Regions from separate parts of the Hordeum vulgare genome. Here region 2 is linked to region 1. A link is a contact called in public Hi-C data. All regions are on one chromosome and are shown on one strand. Each heading gives the region's core, a stretch centred on a gene start, on an enhancer-like site or on the middle of the called end of the contact. The rest is flanking DNA. Distances are from core to core; before and after follow the strand shown. Region 1 holds the start of LOC123430898 (probable phosphoribosylformylglycinamidine synthase, chloroplastic/mitochondrial). Region 2 has its middle 59 kb from the start of LOC123430938.

The links. A called contact is a pair of places that touch in the nucleus more often than the background predicts.
Region 2: a Hi-C map of seedling shows a contact between it and region 1, with 3 times the contacts expected there. The contact joins the enhancer-like site here to the promoter of LOC123430898 in region 1. A contact is called at or near these places in 2 of 6 Hi-C or Micro-C datasets (leaf and seedling).

Annotation. Positions count from the first base shown.
Region 1 is chr1H:273,121,157-273,124,398 of MorexV3_pseudomolecules_assembly, reverse strand. It overlaps LOC123430898 (probable phosphoribosylformylglycinamidine synthase, chloroplastic/mitochondrial), which reads right to left and starts at 1,579. Exons shown (of 4, transcript XM_045114733.1): 1 at 1,102-1,579; 2 at 449-543; 3 at 1-364. The coding sequence starts at 514.
Region 2 is chr1H:273,452,645-273,455,886 of MorexV3_pseudomolecules_assembly, reverse strand. No RefSeq gene overlaps it. Among protein-coding and RNA genes, the nearest start is that of LOC123430938, 59 kb to the left of the region's middle. Within about 2 kb of position 1,591, at least 3 of the 3 cell types and tissues checked have open chromatin away from gene starts, as enhancers often do. A contact at or near this core is called in leaf and seedling, where this site is marked.

The sequences.
Region 1 (3,242 bases), core at 330-2,829:
TTAGTGCATCCTCCAACTCAACATTGAAGCATTGCTCAGTCTTTATATCAATAATATTAGAAGAAATCTTTGCCTGCACTTTCCTGAGTAACTCCTTGGCCTCACTCTCTTGAAGAAGTGGTTTGCGATAAAAGTGAATAATCCTTGAAACTAATTCCATGCCATCAACAGATGCCTCTATCGATGGACTATTAACTCCCCTAGATACTGCAGCAGTAAGAGCAGGCATTGGTTGGATATTTGGAACAATAGCCCTTTGATTAGGCAAACGGCAAAGATGACGTAGGTTCAGGCAATGTCGAACCACTCGTGTCCTTCTCAAGGGAAGGTGTCTTGTGGAGATAAAACTACTATTTTGTTTTCCCTGGTACAAATAGAGAAGCACATGATAATGATAACATGCCGAAAAGAGAAGCATATTTAGTTGACAATTCAACTGGGTGCATACCATATTATTAGGAAAGCTTTGAAGACGTAGCATATTGCTTCCCATCATTTCAGCATGAGATGCCATATTCACGAAACTTAAGATACTCCAAGAACCTGTGAACCAGCAAACAGGAAATCAGGCATTGAGCCACTGAGCTTAACTAAAATTAACTCTACAATATTAAAAACAACAAAATTGGTTTGTGTCATTAGCAAATGTTGAACTCAGGAATTTACTTAATTATATTTTTACGATGTTAGCAAAAAAGAGGGGCCAAAGTTAACAGTGCGAAAAAAGCCATTATCTCTCAATCCTCTAGTCCAAACAAGGTCAAAAATTCCTAGAATACTACTGGGAACATGTAATATTTGCAAGATTTTTTATAACACTAATAAATTTTGAACCAAAATTTGGATCTGTTTAGCAAAAGATTCAATATTTCGTAATTCTTTAATCCAAATAAGCTAAAAAGAATCTTAGATTACTACGACCATACTGTGTTGGGTTTGGGAACAACAGAAAGATATTTAAATTACTTGCAAACCAACTATGTAAAGTATTTCTCCTCATTTCTACAAACAAGAACAGAAATCAATTCATGGAGTACTAACTAGCTGCCATAAGTCCATAATAACTAGTTGCCACAGAATCGGTTCTTAAATCTTAACAACCTTCAGAAGTTCAGAGCAATGGAAGCACCCGGACGGCCAGAGCACGGCGCCGGAGCCGTTGACCACCTGCAAATCACCGGAGGGAAAGAGGCAGAGCAAGCCGCCCGGCCGTCGCTGACGGACCAGACGGTGAGTGTTGCTGAACTGGTTGCAGACGGTGATGCTGCCAGGCGCCTGGACGTGGCTACGTGGGTGACCACGGCGACGAAGGGGACTAGGGGAGGTCGGCTCTCAGCCGGTCGCCGTCGGGAACGGCGAGAAGACTGCAGCCAGTCACTGCTTCCGGCAGCGGCTACGTCTCTGATGGCGTGCGGACGGCTAGGCTAGGGACTCACGGCGATATGGAAGAAGGGGCAGCGGGGTGGAAAGAACGGAGACCGACACCGGCGACTCGAGGGGCGGCGCACCTGAGCGCGTGCGGGCGAGGCGGCGCACAGCGAGGACAGGGACAGCAGTATCGGGACGAGCGGCGGCCGAATAGGGATTCTTCACTGCCATTTTGGTTCCCTTATTCTTGGGCCGTCACCATTCCACGTGTGCGATCACGTGGGAGTTGGGCCTCTGCATGATAGCACGTAGGGCCGATTCTTTCAGCCTACAGGATAGGCGAGCTCCTAGCCAGCGCTACAAGCACCCGTTAACAATCCGGCGCCTGCAGCTTCGCTGGCATGGTACGGCCCACTAGCACGCGAGCTGCCGATTTTTTTGCTCGGTTGATCTAGTACAAAAAAACAGCCCAAATTTTCTAGTTTTAACAAAAATAATATAAAATAAAAAAAGTATTACATATTTAAATACAAAGGTTAATCCATTAAAAAAATCATATCTTTAAAAAGTCTTCATCAAGTTTGAAAAAAGTTCATCAATTTGAAAATAAGTTCATGGAAATTGAAAAAAGTTGATCCAATTCGGAAACAGTTCATTAAAATTGTAAAAAGTTCGTTAATTTTTTTAAAAGTTCATAGAAATTCAAAAAAAGTTCATATATTTTCAAAATCTTTCATTGAACTGAAAAAAATCATAAATCTAAAAAAGTACATACAATTTTCAAAAATATCATCCATTTTCAAAAATATGTTCATCAATTCTCAAAAAAGTTCATCGGTGTTAAAAGAAATATAGAATTTTAATATTTTATAAAAGAAAAAAATATATGAAATTTGAAATTCCCAAACATTTTCTGAATAGAAGGGAACAAAATTTGAACGATTTGAACAATTTTTCAAAACATGATCAAAATTTCAAAATCCTGATATTTTTTGAATTGAAGGGAACAAAATTTGAACAATTTTTTAAAACATTAATTTTCTTAAAATTCCGGACATTTTAAAAAAAAAGGGAAATTTGAAAAAAAAATTGAAACATGAAGAAAATTTCAAATTCACAAACATTTTTGAATAGAAGGGAATATAATTTTAAAATTTGAAAAAGAAATAAAAACATGAACAAATTTTGAATCCCCTAACATTTTTTTGAATAGTTGGGAACATTATTTGAAATTTTTAGCATGTTTTGAAGATTTGAAGCTTTTTCAAAATATTTAATTTCTCTAAATTGGAAAAGAAACGAAAAAGGTATCCAAAAAAGAAACATATACCAAAAAACCAAAAAAGTCATAAAATAAAAAATAAAAATGAAGAAAACAGTAAAAGAAACCACAGGGAAAAAAGAAAAAGAAAAAAAAACAGACCTGGACCGGTTGAGAACCTTGTATAAAGTTTGGAAAGTCATTCGCGTCACTCGATATGTGTGTTTGCATGAAAATTCGCCGAACAGAGCGACGAATATGGGTTTTCCACCCCTTAATCCCGCGACCCTTAAATAACGGATAAAAAAATACGATTTAGAGGTCGAAATCGAGTGCTAACGATCGGAGACCACAAACCCGAGCGGTAAAAGATAATATCCTTAGATTTTTACCGCGATTTTGACAAATAAAACATAAATTCTGGAATTCAAACTCAATTTTGGCGACATTTGAACATAGTTTTCGCACCACAAACCAAAAGACATCGCATCCATCATCATCATCACAAGATCTCGTGCGCACTTTTACTTGTGCTTGGTCGAACACCCCTCCCAATCTCCTCTACCTCATCTTCTTCCTCGCTGTGACAGTGCACACCACCATCCATCTCACC
Region 2 (3,242 bases), core at 342-2,841, 330 kb before region 1:
AGTAGATTTTTCAAATACAGGATTACATTTTTTAATACATGATGAATATTTGTTTATATTTGTTTTCTATTTTTAAGATTAATTAAGAACTTTCAAATAAAAATATTAGCTTTTTTAATACATGATCAACAATTTTTCTATACACATTTGACATTTTTCAAACGATTGATTAACATTTTTCTAATACTTCTTCAACATTTTTTAAATGTTTTTAACATTTTTGTATCCATGATCTAATTTTTTATTTATTTTAATTTATGGTTAAAAAAGTTATCTACACACTTAATATTTTTGGAATGCTTGATTAATATTTTTCAAGTATTTTTTAATCATTTTTAAATTGCTTGATTAATATTTTTATATACATAATTAAATTTGTCATCATCTTTCTAATACATGGTCATCATTTTTTATATGCACATTTAACATTTTCCAAATGAATGACTAACATCTTTCAAAACTTGCTGAACAATGTTTTTCAAAATGCTTGATTAACATTTTTATAGACATGATAAAAAAATTCACTATGTTTTAGATTTTATTAAATATTTTTCAAATGTTTGATTAATATTTTTCGGATACCTGTTCAATATTTCTAAATTAGTTTTTGAAGTACGTTTTGACATTTCTTCAAATGTTTTTGTTGAGTAGTTTTTATAATATACATACGATAATTATTTTAAACTATAACTAAATTAAAAAAATAAACCAAAAAATAAAAACATCCAGAAAAACGTGCATGTAGCTTGCCTCGTGCATGGGCAACCCATCTCGGTGCCCACTTCTGCGAGTCAGAGCCATAGGGAAGACAATCCCTATTCGGCGTTACAGGCACCGGCTGCGTCGACTGGGCTCGCTGGGCTCGATTCATCTTGTCTTTTTCTTTTGCTGTAAAAAATATGCATTTAACAAGATTTGATCTGGGGATCTCACGTTCATTCTGACGATGTAATAATTCTATTCGTATGTCTTTTTCTTTTTTTGTCTTTCTTTTCTATTTGGAAACATTTTGTTCTGTTTTTTACTATTTTTCTTTTTTTTGTTTTTCTTTACATATTTGGAATTATTTTTTTAGTTCTTATTGTTTTCTATTTTTCTTTTTCAAATCAATGAACTATTTTTCAATTGATGAAATTTTTCTAAAATTTGATAAACTTTTTCAAATTTGATGAAATGTTTTCTAATTTTACAGAACTTTGTGCAAATTTGATGAACATATTTTCAAAATCGATGAACTCCTTTTTAATTCTATGAAATTTTTGTAAATTTGGTGTCCTTTTTAAAATTTTGATGAACTTTTTTCAAACTTAGTTAACTTTCATGAAAACCAATTTTATTTTTCAAATTTTATGAATGTTTTTTAGAATCACTGAACTTTTTATAAAAATAAAAAAACCTTCATCAAATGTGATAAAAATTTCAAATTTTATTTTTAGAAAAAAAAATCTGTCAACATTTTTCCCATTTAAAGAACTTTTTTTGCAAAATCGGTGAACTTTTTCCGGGCCTGCAGTATCATATAGATGTGGCTTAGCGGGGGCGCTGCAGGCGCCAGGAACGCAAACGGGCGCGTGCAGCGCCATATAGGTAGGTACGTAGTCGCAGGAGCTCCTATGCAGCCCGTTAACGATCGGGCACCTAATCGTTGGAATAGGCCGGCCCACTAGCATGATGCCTTGTTTTTTCCGTTGATTTAGTAGAAAAAGAAAACGTCCAGATTTTCTATTTATTACGAAAATATAAATATGAAATCAAAAAAGGTTTATAGATTTAAAGGAAAAGGTTCATGCATTTAAATAAATTATATATTTAGAAAAGGCTCATTAATTTGGAAAAAACTTCACCAATTTTAAAAACAATTTATTGAAATTGAAAAAAGAAAAAAATTGGAGAATGTTCATTAAAACTTTGAAAAGTTCGTTAAATTTGAAAAAAGTTCCGAGAAATTCAAAAACCATTCACTAAACTTAAAAGAAAAGTTAAGGAATCTTTAAAAAGTTCATCGATTTTGATAAAAAATCATTAATTTTCAAGAAAGTTGTTCATCAAATTTCAAAAAAGTTCATCGATATTAATAAAAGTACATATAGTTTTAATATTTTAGAAAAGATTCACCGTTTTTCATAGAGAACTCATCAATTATAGAAAAAGTTTCATTGAAATTTTCAAAACGTTCATCAACATTTGAAAAAAATCATATAATTTTCAAAAAATAAATTGTTAATTGGTGGCGAGATGGGCCGGCCAATTTAGTAAGGTCACAGGATCCAGTTAATATAAATGCATGTTAACAAGTGTCTGTGACGCCAAATAGGAAATGCCGGTAATCGCTGCAGGTGGGACTGAAAGGACAGGGGGCACTAGGGCTATGTCTCGCTGGTAGCGATTCTTATTAGGAATCACCGAAGGGCGGCCGAGTCAGGCAGACCCATTAACGTATTCGTTGTCGTTTGTTGCTATGGATTCCCTCATTCTGATCCTGATTTCTTTTCTTGTCTTCTTTTCATCTGTTTTCACTTTTTTCCTTTTTTTCCTTCCTTGTATATTGCTTTTTTTGTGTATCACTGGTTCTCTTTGGTTTTTTTCTTTCCTTATTGTACTTTTGACCTTTTGTTATTTATATCTCGATTTTCTTTCTTTGATTTATTGATTTTTTGTTTCTTTGTTAGTTTTAATCAATTTTTATTTTTAACGCATGTCAACTTTCCGCACTATAGTTCTAACAAATATTATGGTAAAGAGGAAGTATATTTTTTATTGCACATGTCAAAACATTTTTATACACTTTGGACGTTTTCCAAGTACATGATATACATTTTTAAAATATATGTTTTGAACACTTTTCTGGAAACATAGTATTATTTGCCAAGTACACACTGTTCATTTTTAATGGCAATAAATATATTTTTAGTCTGCACGGTTTCTTTTACTTTCTAAATTTAAAAAAAATCATGGACACATATGCATATTTCTTTAATATAAGGTACATTTTTGTGATGTATATGATTTTTTTACTACCGGAACTTTTATTTACAATGCATATCATTTCCTAATATCATGAAAAACAGCTGTACAGCTGGAATTTTCCTTTAAAATGTGACTCAGATTTTCCTATGTTAACAAACTATCTTTTTAGATTACCAAAACTTTTATTAATATTGTATATACTTTTCTGAATATCTTAAAGGCACATATTTAAACTCGTGAACATCTTTTAAAATTTAATGTACATTTTGTTGAAT